Regions from separate parts of the Mus musculus genome. Here region 2 is linked to region 1. Evidence: chromatin contacts called from public Hi-C data. All regions are on one chromosome and are shown on one strand. Each heading gives the region's core, a stretch centred on a gene start, on an enhancer-like site or on the middle of the called end of the contact. The rest is flanking DNA. Distances are from core to core; before and after follow the strand shown.

Region 1 (5,978 bases), core at 1,490-3,989:
GAGTATAGACTCTGAGCCACCAGGCTAATTGAGCACGTACTCTGCAGTCAGCACATTGCACCTAATATGACCCCTGGCCCCTTAACCTCGTGTACCTGCTCATGGCTACTTCTTACCTCCAACCTCTTCTGGACAGCAGACTTCAAATGCTGAGCTTCAGTCAGCTCCTGCAGCCTCACCTAGCATCCCAGGAACTTCCGTGCACCTTGCATCATGCATTACACATCTCCTGCTTCCCTGATCTATACTGCCTATACCTATAAGCTGTCCACCAGTGTGACCTCCTCACCTCCCCCTAACAGCCCCACTTTCTACTCAATGCTTAGAGCAGAGAGACAGCATCCCGAGTCTCCGAGAGCCTAGAATTTGGCAAAAATGCTATGGACGGCAGGGAAGCCACATGTCTGCTTCTTGAGTCAACTATGACAATCAGCAGTGCAGACTTCCAAGCGTTTATAGGGTAGCCTGGTCTCCAGCATCAGGGGCAAATGCAGAACCATGCTTCTTCCCCTTTCTGCTTCATTTCAGACTGGAAGTACAGCTCAGGCTTTGTTAGCGCTGACATGATCAAGGAGCACCTCCCTCCTCCTGGGGAGGACACGCTCATCCTGGTGTGTGGCCCACCACCTCTGATCCAGGCGGCAGCTCACCCCAGCCTGGAGCAGCTCAGCTATACCAAGGACATGATTTTTATCTACTAACACCTCCCACACTACTTAGCGGGTCCCTCTCTCTGCTTTAGAGTGAGTTTGGCTTCACCCTGTTCAAGTCAGGTATTTGCAAGGTGTCTCTCCACGCACCCTTGGGCATGATGTTCTTTTGGTTGTGGGCCTAAGAAGTCTTCACAGGCTGAAGACAAAAGTGATTTTTGAGCTTCCAGGTTTGGAGGCTGGGAAGGAAGCCACTTTCTCCATGACTTTCTCCATGGCTTAGCGGAATAAACTGGACTGCTTTGCATTTAGCTCACAATGTGTGGATATGTAGAAAATACACTGGGCAGTCCAGGACTTGCTGATGTGAGGTGAGGGTGAAAAAAGAGTAGGGGTGTGACCAGAACCGGCAATATAGCAATGTTTACGGATAGCATTCCAGCAGGATCCGAACAGGTCTCTATCAACCTAACCACCTATGAACCTTCTTTACATTTCTCTGCTTTGAAGGACAAACTCACAAGAGGGCAAAGGCCTTGTGTGGTCTTCCTTGCCTTGTAAGACACTTTTTTTAAAAAGCTGTATGTCAGGGCAGTAAATCCACAGTAGGTGGGCTCCAGGAATCCCTTTCTGACTCCCTGCATTTTGTACAGCAGATGGCAACATTGGGGATATTTATATTTTAGTATCCTCCACCTTGGCACTGTGTCAAAGTTGGCATGGTTAAGTTTCTTCATTTCCCATTTCCCAGAAGCTGTGCTTCAAATCCCATCATTCAAACCAGACGATACAGGGACCACTATTGCCACCTGCAGGTCAAAGTAAGAATAACATACTGGTGCTCTGCTACTGCAGGGGTTAAAGCTCACCCCAACTCCATTCCTTATAATCTTCCTAATGGGCCAGAGGTTCTGCGGAGCTTTTGTTCTCTAAGTCACACAGGAGGAAACAGACAGCGTTAGTCATGCATTTCCCCAGCCATTCAGACAGTGGGTGGCAGAGTTGTCTTTAAACCTGGATCTGTTTAATTTTATGTCCTTTCGGAAGAACTGGCAAAGTAGCTGCAGTGTTAGCACTTGCTGCAGGATTTGCTACTCAATGTGCGTGTGTGTGTGTGTGTGTGTGCATACGGGAGGGTGGGGGGTACAAGAAAAAAAAAAAGAGAGGAATGGGGTTCCCTGGAGCTCTGCTATATCCTTGAATCTCACCCACAGGGGACCAAACTCCGTCTCAAACAGGCCAGGGAGGGACACTCCCACGTTCATTCACCCAATTGTACTCAGTGTATTCTTTCATAATGACCTCCTCGGGGAAAGACACAACGGCTCACTCTCTGCTACATTGCCCCGCTTAGCCTTGAACTCACTCTGTAGCTCAAGTCATCTGTGAACCCCACAACCCTTCTATCTCAGCTTTCCAACTAATAATAACTAGGATTACAAGCATGTGCCACCAGGGTCAGCTGCAAAGCCTTTCACCACTGGACTCATTCCACATCATTGGATCTTTCATTCCGTAGACCTTCTGGTGATTTCACTCGTCACTGGACAAAGCCTGGAGATGCTTTTGGCTTTCCTAGCTAGAGGAGGTGCCAATGACATCTGCACGGAAGACCAAGGATAGTGGTGACTGGCAACTTGATTAAAAGCAGTACACTTGGAACTCACTTAGGCCACACAGACTACAGCAGCTCAGCTGGTTTGTGTATCGGGTACACATGTGCATATAACCTTAAAGTGAACTGTGAACATCTCAGAGGCATACAATGCTGAAGGGCAAAGTGGATTTGGAACCAAAAGAAAGAATAAAGGAAGTGAAGCAAACACAAATCGGTGGACTCACAAAGGTTGGCATGATGGTGGAAAGGTGGCATTCAAAGGAATTCAAAGCAGAAATGTGACTAGGTGACAGAAGTGGAGAATGGTTGGCAGGGATCATCTAGGAAAGTGAGGGACCAAGTAGAAAACCAGGAGCAGCGATCAGACAGCAAGGCTGGAACTAGAACAGTCATGGCCTGGGAGGGAACTGGCTTGTATGAGACACAACAGGAAAAAACAATGAAGTTTGAGTTTAGAGACAGTCCACTAGGGGGCGGTGTTTGACCAGACACTGTACTTGAGGCAGGTGAGGGGGAAATGTGTGTCTTGGAATGAGGGTAGATGAAAGCTGTTGGGGGATCAAGAGGAGAGTCCTGATTCACAGGCCCAGGCTTCTGGAAGTGGACATGCATACTTCTATGAAGCTGCCCCAGAGGGTCCACTACCCCTCCCCCAAATCATTTCACTCAGCCACTGCAGGACACACAGAACAGCTTATACAACCTTTCCCCACCTCCAATCACAGGCTTTCATGAACTAACAGCTCATTGTCTTTGTTCTGCATTTACCACCTCACCTTCACCTCTGCAGGATCAGCTGCAGTTGGCATATAAAAGTACAAAAGGTAGAAAAGTTGCAGTGGAAAGCAAGCGCTGACAACACAGGGAAACGCGGGGACACGACTGGACACCTGTCCCACCCCTCTGCTTTTGCTCCGGTCAACGCCTACATCCAAAGAGGCCCATAAGCTCCATCTCTTGGTGGCTCTGTGCCAACTCCCCATTGAGGTGAACATTGGGGCTCCACGTGTGCCTCTCTAGGCTCTCAGCCATGAAGAATGTCATCTGTAGTCACCAGCATCAGGGACAGCCAGGCGGGTCATTCAGGAGTTGGTCCTGGCTCAGTAGAGTCTGTAAGAACACAGCCAAAGGGGCAGTTTAACAATCCATAGGCCAAGGCTACGGCATCTTCACAAGAAACAGAGCCCAGGAGTGGCCCATATCCAGCATCACTGACCTACAAAGCTATGGTATCCCAAGGAGCCTGTGCACTAAGTGTTGGACAGACAGTAATGTTAAGATAAAAATGGGCTGAGGTCAAAGCCTGGTATACACAAGTGCTTGTCTTTCTTGCACAGTTTCTTAGGTTCAGTCCCTACCACCACCACCCATACATAGGTACACATAAAACTAAGCCTTTCACCTTAGAGGTAGACTTACTATTTCAAGACCACCAAACATTTGTTAGAGATCACGGGCCAAGATTGTACAGAGATATTTCCCTGTGTGAGCCAAAAGACAAAGTCTGTGTGGCACTGACATAAGGAACTCTTCTACTTTGCCTTTAGACGGTTTTCTAACTGTGGGTAGCCATTTCTTGCTACCGCTGGTTTTCCCATGTGATTTATAAGAGGGCTATCATTGGCCCTGCTTTATTAGGGCTAAATAGTATTGGATATCTGAAAGTAACGAACGCCAGTCTCAGAGGGACAACAACACACCTGAGCTCCTAGAGCTACTAAAAGGCAAATAAGGACCTGAGTCACTCCTACCTTCCCCAAAACGTCTTCACTTGGGACCAAGCTGCCACCCCAGGGAAAGAGCATGATTTGTATTCTTGGGCATGGCAGGCTCCCCTAACTTGCAGGGTATATCTATGATATCAGAGGAGCCATAGGAATGCATGTTCTTCTGTGCCAAGAAGGCAGCACAGGATTCACTGGTCAGAAGTGAATCTGAGCTTGGTCTGGCTGCATGGGTGACCCAGAACTACTTGGGTACCATCATATCATTACCAGCTGAGACCAGGGAAAGGCTCCAGCATCCAGTATGTTTAGGCCAACTCTGCAGAAGGCCTGTGAGCCTGCAATGCCCTGCAGTGTGCCTCAGGGCTGGCTCAGGTTATGATCCACTATCAAGCAGCATCATTTCCTCTCCTGTGGCCATGAACACCACAACACCCCACACCAAGCTCACGGGGCCTTACTAACCATGCCACCAGGAGGGGAGTCGGAATCCTACCGTGAGGCGGTGGATGTCTTGGGAGAGGAGCCCTATCTGTGTCACAGTGCCTTCGGAAGGTGCCATCTGTAAAACGGGCAGCAGCCTAGTCAGCACACGGGTGAAGTCCATGCTTTACAGAGACAGTGGCATGCAAAGCCCCCTCTGCCCAGGTGCATCCCCTCCAGGCCATATTTCCCTGGAGGGTGGACACGGTGTGTTCTAGGCCCTGAGAAGTGTCAGCTGGTGAGACCCATGCAGTTTCGGTTCCTGCACTGCATGCACACCCACTCTGCCGAAAGCCACACTCAGCAACTAGCACTCAGTGTAGAGATGCAGGCCATAGACAGAGCCTGTCCAGCAGTCTCTTGCACGTGTCCAGTGGTCCATCTATTTCCAGAAACAGAGAGCAACAGAGATGAAAGCCTCCAGGTTACTGGACAGGAGGGTGATTTCCAGGCACAGGAGCCCAGATAGCATTGCTGTGGTGTAAGAGGGCATCTTCAGGAGGCTGCAGTCTCTTCGTGACACAGGAGTCTCCTTCTTCTGCCTTCCTTCTCCCTCCCTCCTCGGGTACTGCTGGCCTACACCGTCTTCCTTGTCTGGAAGCTGTAGACATGGAGGTACCAAGGGCAACCTCTTGCAGAAGAAAAAACTGATCCACTAAGGGAATGAGAGTCTCGTGAGGCCACACAGATTCAGCAGCAATACAAGCCCATGCAAGGACTGAAAACAGGTGCATGCGGCCCCTTACTGGGACATAGCTAACAGGACACAAAACCTAGCCTGACCTACTCTACAATAGCGTTAGCCACTGGGTACCAGAACTAAACACTAGTGTTGCCCAACCTGGCAAGCTTGTGCCCACTTCTCTTACTAGCTGGACTTCAGAGGAGGTAGCAGTCTTAAGTAACAGACCATGGCTGAGCCTTCTGTATGTATTAAGAACCAAAATGCTAAACATCACCTAAATCTGAGGTCAAATCAGAATGTCATAATGGGGCCATCACTCCTGCCCGCCCTACCAGATGGATAAAGCACTGCTGTTATTGAAGCCCACTGGACCCAGGAGTCAAATGTTGGCCAGTCCCAAGCTGGAATTTCCTGAGCAGAAGCTCGGACTGGCAGAGTACACATCTCTCCCTGGTCATTGTCTGGCCAGACACAGGCCATCTGGTGAGACCATTACCAGCTAGTCTGTGTCTAAAGCAAGAGACCAGCTCTGTTTCTACTCTTCCAGGAAACAGAAGTGGGCAAGATGTGAAAAGCAGAGCTTGCCAGAAAGGCTGCCTGTTCATCACCCCACCCTTCACTCTAAGGCTCATGCTGCTGAAATAGAAAACTAAATAGGGTCTGTGTGACAGATGTAACCTCTAGCCAGGGTGTGTGTGACACCCTGGCTGCTTCTATGCTTCACAGAGGGATATGAGGCCCAAGGCAATAGGGCCACCGGCATCCTCTGACAGATGTTCCATCTCCTTGATTGAATCCTAAATTACAGGCCCTTAAGC
Region 2 (5,978 bases), core at 1,563-4,062, 220 kb after region 1:
GGCTACAACAGCTATTGCGAAGGTCTACCTTCTCAGGAGAGCTTGTTGCTAAGTGCTGTAATAGTCCAGTTCTCATTACTAACATGAAACATCTGAGTCAGGATCGTTTTTATAAAGAGGTTTATTTACTTAGTTCATAGATTTAGAGACTAAAGGGCATGGTGCTAAGACCAAGTCAGCTCTGGTGAAGGGCTTCTTTGATGCATCAAATCTCACAGTGATATGTATGTAAATGTTGTGTGCCTTTTCCTCAGGAGACATAAATGTCTGTTCACCCCATATAGAGCAGGCCATCAAAATATATTCCAAACAAGTGTAATGGGGGTGTCAGGAATGCTTTGCCTTTCCTTGATCTGGATAGATCGAAGATCTGATTTTTTTAAAGGACTGCTCTGAGCTTCAATAAGAGGTCAGGGGCTTGTCATAATGTCTCTGGGCTAGGCAATTACCGTATTGGAAGGCTAGTCCAAATGGAAATCCCCTGGGAGCTCTCAAAGGAGGAGAAGAATCAGGGGTTCTGGCCAGGACTCTGTCAGCCTCCTTTAATCCCAATAACTACACTAACTCTATTACACACACAGCATACACTAAGTACTATGTACCCTTGTAGGTCTTCTGCACACAAATCAATATCTTCTTTATTTCTCCCAATGATGATCATGATTATTTCTGAGCATAATTACTGGACATTCCTGATATGATGACTTAAGGAGTTGGAGGCTCTCATTCTCTCTACAGCCCCCAGCTCTGGGTTAAGCTCGGCTGTAAGGTCTAGTGTCTGGTCTTTAGGCTAGCTTGGCATCCAGTCTGCATTCATGCTGTGTCTGTGTGTGGACTCCCACAGAGTTGTTGCTCATTCTAGTAAAAAACTCAGCTCTGTGGTCAGTTCCAAACTAACTACAAAAGCTGGGCTTTTCAGTGACTTCAGCAAGGGAGCACCACGTGCTGTAGGCAGGATGGACTCTAGCTGAGGACTGGTGTGGCAGTCTTGAAGGGCTGGCTGACAGAAAGACTCTCCTAGAGCCCCAATGCATAGAAAGCATCTCTGACACCCCAGTGTCAGGTACTGAGTTTGAGGGGCTAGTTCTGTGCAAACATCTAGCTTATTGGAGGAATTCTCTCTGGGATATCATTCTATATTATCATTATATTATCATTCTATATTATCATATTCTATAGCACAGCTAGAAAGCTATGGCTTACAACAATTAATTGGTATATCTTACAAAGAAATAATAAATATGCCAATTACTCTCATTTGATTATTACATACTGAATATAGGTATTAAAATGTTATATATTATAACTCATGAATGTATGCAATTACTACATGCCAACTGAAATATGTACTTTAAAAGCTTATCTCTTTGGGGTAAGGAGGGCAGGAAGCAGTTTCACCCTTGTGGATCATTAGCCCCCCCTACCCCCCCAACCCCCCGTGCGCCTGAAAAGAAAATTTTATGAGAGAAAACAAAAAATGGTAAGAATAAACAATGGGGCACGGTCATGTTTGACTGTTAACCCTTCAAAGCTGGTGTGAGAGCAATGTAAGATAGCAGGCTGGTGGAGCTGGCAGTGCCCCAAGCTCCTGGAAAAGTATCAGGGCACGGTTTGATGGGCAGCTGGGTCAGGGGATAAGGGGTTCCTTAGGGTTAGTATTTCTGTGATTAGACAGCATGTAAGAACAATTTGGGGAGGGCAGGGTTTATTTCATTCACATTTCCATATAACAGTTTATCATCTAAAGCAGTTAGGGCAAGAACCTGGAGGCAGGAGCTGATGCAGTAGCCACGGGAGAAGTGTTGCTTACTGACTCTCATGGCGTACTCACTCTGCTGTCTTATAGAATCCAGAACTATCGGCCCAGGGGTGAGATCACCCACCTCAATCACTAATTAAGAAAATGCCCTACAGGCTTGCCTGTAGCCTAATCTAATAGAGATATTTTTTCAGTTTTGGTTCCCTCCTCTCAGATTATTCTAGACTCTGTCAAGTTGACATAAAATTACCCAGGACAGGGGTATAGGGTAAGACAGAGAGGCTTTCAGGTGGGTTACCTTGAGGAAGGTAAGGACCAAGAGGTTAGAGGCTGTGAAGTCCAAGGCTAGATGTTGAGGCCCAAAGCATTATCCCAGGGTCAATACCAGTCCATCATCCCAAGTGCTCTCAGAGCCTGGAATAATATTTTTAGACCCTCCTATTCTCCACCTGCTTCCCTCCTTCCCTGTGCATACTAATATACCAAATAACACTGACTATTAAAACCTACATAGCATCCAGTAAATACCAGGCCCTGTGCTAAACATATTACATTCATTGTCTCATGTAAGATTGGCAACAGCCCTCCCTATTTGGTAGGATCTATATTTGTGTACTTGAAAAGTTGACTAATCTGGCTTAAATAAATTTTAACAACCTGTTCAGAGACACACAGCTCAGAAAAGTCAAAGTACAAATTCAGTGGTCAGACTCTGGAGCCCTGAACTTCCAATGAGAAAAGACCCACTCCTGAGTTTGAGTGAATGGAGAGTTGTAGCCCAGGGCAAACCCATCTTAGCTCAGTCCTCTATGTAGCACAGGCCTCCAGAGGGGCAGTCACCACAGGCTAGGAGACACTGGCTCTGCCTTCATAGAGATAACATGCCCAGGGGCCTGTGTGGGCTATGGAAATTGAGCAATTTTTCACTTAAAATCATCTGAAAACAAACTTCAATGTCTTCAAAATTATATATTCACAGAACATTCCTAGACTCTGGGATAGGATTAGATGGTAATGATTTAATTGATGGTTAAGTGTGTAGATAAAATGAGTGTGCTGAATTCTTCCCGTAATTATCTCTCAGAGGAGCCCTGGCAGCTGTAATTACTGTCTGAGGCCAAAATTATAAACCAGCTGTAGTTTTAAGCAAAATATGTTACAGCCTCTGCTGGATCTTTAAGTCGGTCACCACCAGCTCAGGCATCCCTGTAGGGCCAGTCTACGAGGGAGCAGAGCCTTGCTTGGGGAGGGCAGGTATTCTCATTGAGTGTTCCTGAATCCTTGCCCATTGCTGTCTTTGTGCGCTGCACTGCTCGCTCTTCCTTGCTACAGGAAATCTTTCCTCCTGTTCGTTCTGTTGCCAGGACAAGTTTTCAGATCAGTTAGCAGGTACCGACTCTGTGCCCTAGAGGCTAGACAGTAGACTCAGCTGGGGCACTCCTAAGTCAACTCTGTTGTGCTGGAGCTCCTACATCCAGGAAGATCTGTGGCATCATGACAGTTCCGGGTCTGCACCTCACTGGGGACCCACAGGCCAACTTATATTCTCCATCAACTCTTGCCACAATAGACAGGAATGACTGACTGCCTCCACCAACCTGGTTAGTCTAATCGTGACCAAGGATTCTTCAAGAGCTCAGTTCTTGTATGATAGTTATGCAAACCATTATATGTTCATTCAACACCAACCATAAAAACCTGGAGATGAATGGAAATGAGGGAATTCCTCTGGAAGTTGATATTTGTTCATTATTTTGTAGATTCTCACTATTTTATGCCTAAAATCTTCATTAAAAAAAAAAAAACCCAGTCCTTGACATTGACTTTCCACTGTGAATGCATAATGGGACACCATGAGCATCTTCTAGGGTGGTATATGACACCACAACTGCTCTCTTCCTCGTTAGCATTTTAAGAATTGTTTTGATGTATAAAACAATGTTCTAGGTGCTACAGGAAAGGTAAGAAATGCCATGATATACAGAGCAGACACAGCCCTTATTACCACACTTCTGTGGCTTTTGGGTGATCCTGGACTTGACTTTGAACTCAGCAACAATCAAATCTGTGACATCAGGAGCTGCATCCAGAGGTGGACAGTTCAGGGTTAAGTGGACATGCTACAGTTGAAGAAGTTTGAGCCACTGACTTAATAGCTGAGCTGGCCAGAGACACGTATCCCTGTCATCCCTCCAGCCTCTCAGCTGTTCAGCATTCCTGGGGTGATTTCCATGTTTACAGGTTGTGCTTCTCTGTGATTCATTCATAGTGTGCCCCAAAATATGGGTCACGAGTTCTATCCTGGGCACATGGAACTCTTGCTAGGTATGAATCACACAGAACACAGCACCAGGTGACATCAGAACTGTTATTAAACAAACTATGTCTACTTAGCTATGGGGATGAAATGAGCATTTGCCTTAGTTTGGCAAAGTGTTAGGCACCTGTTCACAAATATTTTGTTTTATTCAAAAGAATAAGTCTTAAAATGTTATGGAGGATGAAGGCAGCTACAATGGATTAATCACTGCCTAGGCAAAGGAAAGGGACTTCCAACTCTACCCTCAGAGGGGAAGAGAGGTCAATTGAAAGTGTTCTCCTTTAAGTGAGGATGTTGGAGAGTGGAATGGTGAGATTCTACAAAACAATGAACAATCTCAGCTTCTAGGAGTACCCCAGCAGGATCATGCTACCCACTCTGTCTCCTCTTGTCCAGCCATTTTCTCTTGGGAGGTAGTAGAAACCCCTCATTCATATTGGGTTACATATTTGTTTCTCAGTGTATGAACCTTGTTTGGAATTTTGTTTTGTTTGAAACCCCACAGATTTATCAGCAGAATGCATCCATAAGCTCCTGATGAGGTAGGTGCATTGGTATCAATGGCCATGGGAGGGCAGCAAAGAGTAGCAGAGTAATGATAGCTGATCTCCAGCCCTCTGCCCTCTCCTTCCAGCTACGGGGGAAGAGATGCTTGGCAGTGGTACAAATGTCCCACAACCCACACTGACCATTGCAAACACTGAGGGTAGTGGGACTGGAGAAAATTCCTGACAAATGTCTGTTGAATCTTAGTGTTATAAAGGAGGGAAACTGAGTAAAAGCTGGAGAAGCCAGAGTCCAGCTTTATGCAAAGAATTGAAAGCCAGGATTCCGCATGAGGTAGGTTTAATATGACTGTGTTGATTCTCTTCCTAAGTAGACCATGGGCAAATATAGGGATTGAAAAATAAAATAAAATAAAATAAAAAAGCTCCTTAGCCTCCATTTTCACCAGAGAAAAGAGTATTGACAGCCATATGCAAGATGTGACAGGCTGCAGTGGGGCAATGGCCATTAAAGGTCTCTAGACAGACCATCTCTTGTCTGGAAAGGTTCCTTGGGACCTACTGGTATGGGAAGGGCATGGATCTGTTCTTGACTTGCTGCTATGTGGCACCATGCTGGCTTGAGCCTTTCTGAATCCTAAGATGGAGTCTTGAGTTGAGGGTAAACTTTGAGTGGACAGGGAGATGCAGCAGGAAGGTTGGCCAGGTCTTGCTAGGGAAGGAGATGGTGCTTTTCATGGTGTCTCAGAGACAATTCATCTTTAAAGTGAGACATCTTTTGTGCACATTGTTTCAATATCCAGCTAATGTATGGCCATGAAATGTAAGTGGAAAGACTGACAGGGGTCTGAGGAAATCTTCCCTTGTTTCCTAAGTGAGAGTTACAAGAAATATAGTTTTACCATTTCCTCTGGACTTAATGTCTAAAGTCTGATGTCACTTGTCTGAAGATGAAACAAAGGAAAGATGTCCACTATCTTGGCATCATCCTTAGCTGCTGAATCTCCAATCCCTATCTCTTATCCTCTCTAGACTCTATGGCCAGATAACACATAGTTTCCTTGCAAAATCTATTGAGTTATAGAATTTCTGTTGTTTACATCAAAAGTAATCTAGTGACTATCTCATAGCAAAGCCAAGTTGAGGACTTGTCAGATACTGTCTCCTTAACAAAATAAAACTGCCAGAAGTGTGTCCTCACGACTAGACGGGCCTCTGCACTAGGGTGATGGTTAACTTTGTGAGCCTCAGTCTTTTACTGGATATTCCCTTATGGATAATTTCTGCTCAGCTCCACACTTTTCAAGTTTTCAACCTTCAAGCTTTCCAGGAAGACACTGCCCATTTATATACTTGGGATTCTAAGTGGTCTGTTGACCTGCCAGTGATGCCC

The links. Hi-C and Micro-C count contacts between places; a contact is called where the count stands out from the background.
Region 2: a contact with region 1 is called in a Hi-C map of the N1E-115 cell line, with 7 times the contacts expected there. The contact joins two enhancer-like sites. A contact is called at or near these places in 17 of 484 Hi-C or Micro-C datasets (the N1E-115 cell line, adipose-derived mesenchymal stem cells, cerebellum and 7 more), 1 of 115 datasets of contacts at active chromatin or transcription factors (embryonic limb bud) and 3 of 9 other capture datasets (adipose tissue, embryonic stem cells and liver).

What each region holds. Positions count from the first base shown.
Region 1 is chr7:107,744,947-107,750,924 of GRCm38.p6, reverse strand. Cyb5r2 (cytochrome b5 reductase 2) reads left to right here. Exons shown (of 9, transcript NM_177216.4): 9 at 529-2,470. The coding sequence ends at 701. It also overlaps a transcript of Ppfibp2 not described here. Among named protein-coding and RNA genes, the nearest start is that of Cyb5r2, 10 kb to the left of the region's middle. Within about 2 kb of position 2,739, at least 5 of the 459 cell types and tissues checked have an H3K27ac peak or open chromatin away from gene starts, as enhancers often do. A contact at or near this core is called in the N1E-115 cell line, where this site is marked.
Region 2 is chr7:107,525,190-107,531,167 of GRCm38.p6, reverse strand. The region is part of intron 6 of Syt9 (synaptotagmin IX); the gene reads right to left. Among named protein-coding and RNA genes, the nearest start is that of Olfml1, 39 kb to the left of the region's middle. Within about 2 kb of position 2,812, at least 3 of the 459 cell types and tissues checked have an H3K27ac peak or open chromatin away from gene starts, as enhancers often do. A contact at or near this core is called in the N1E-115 cell line, where this site is marked.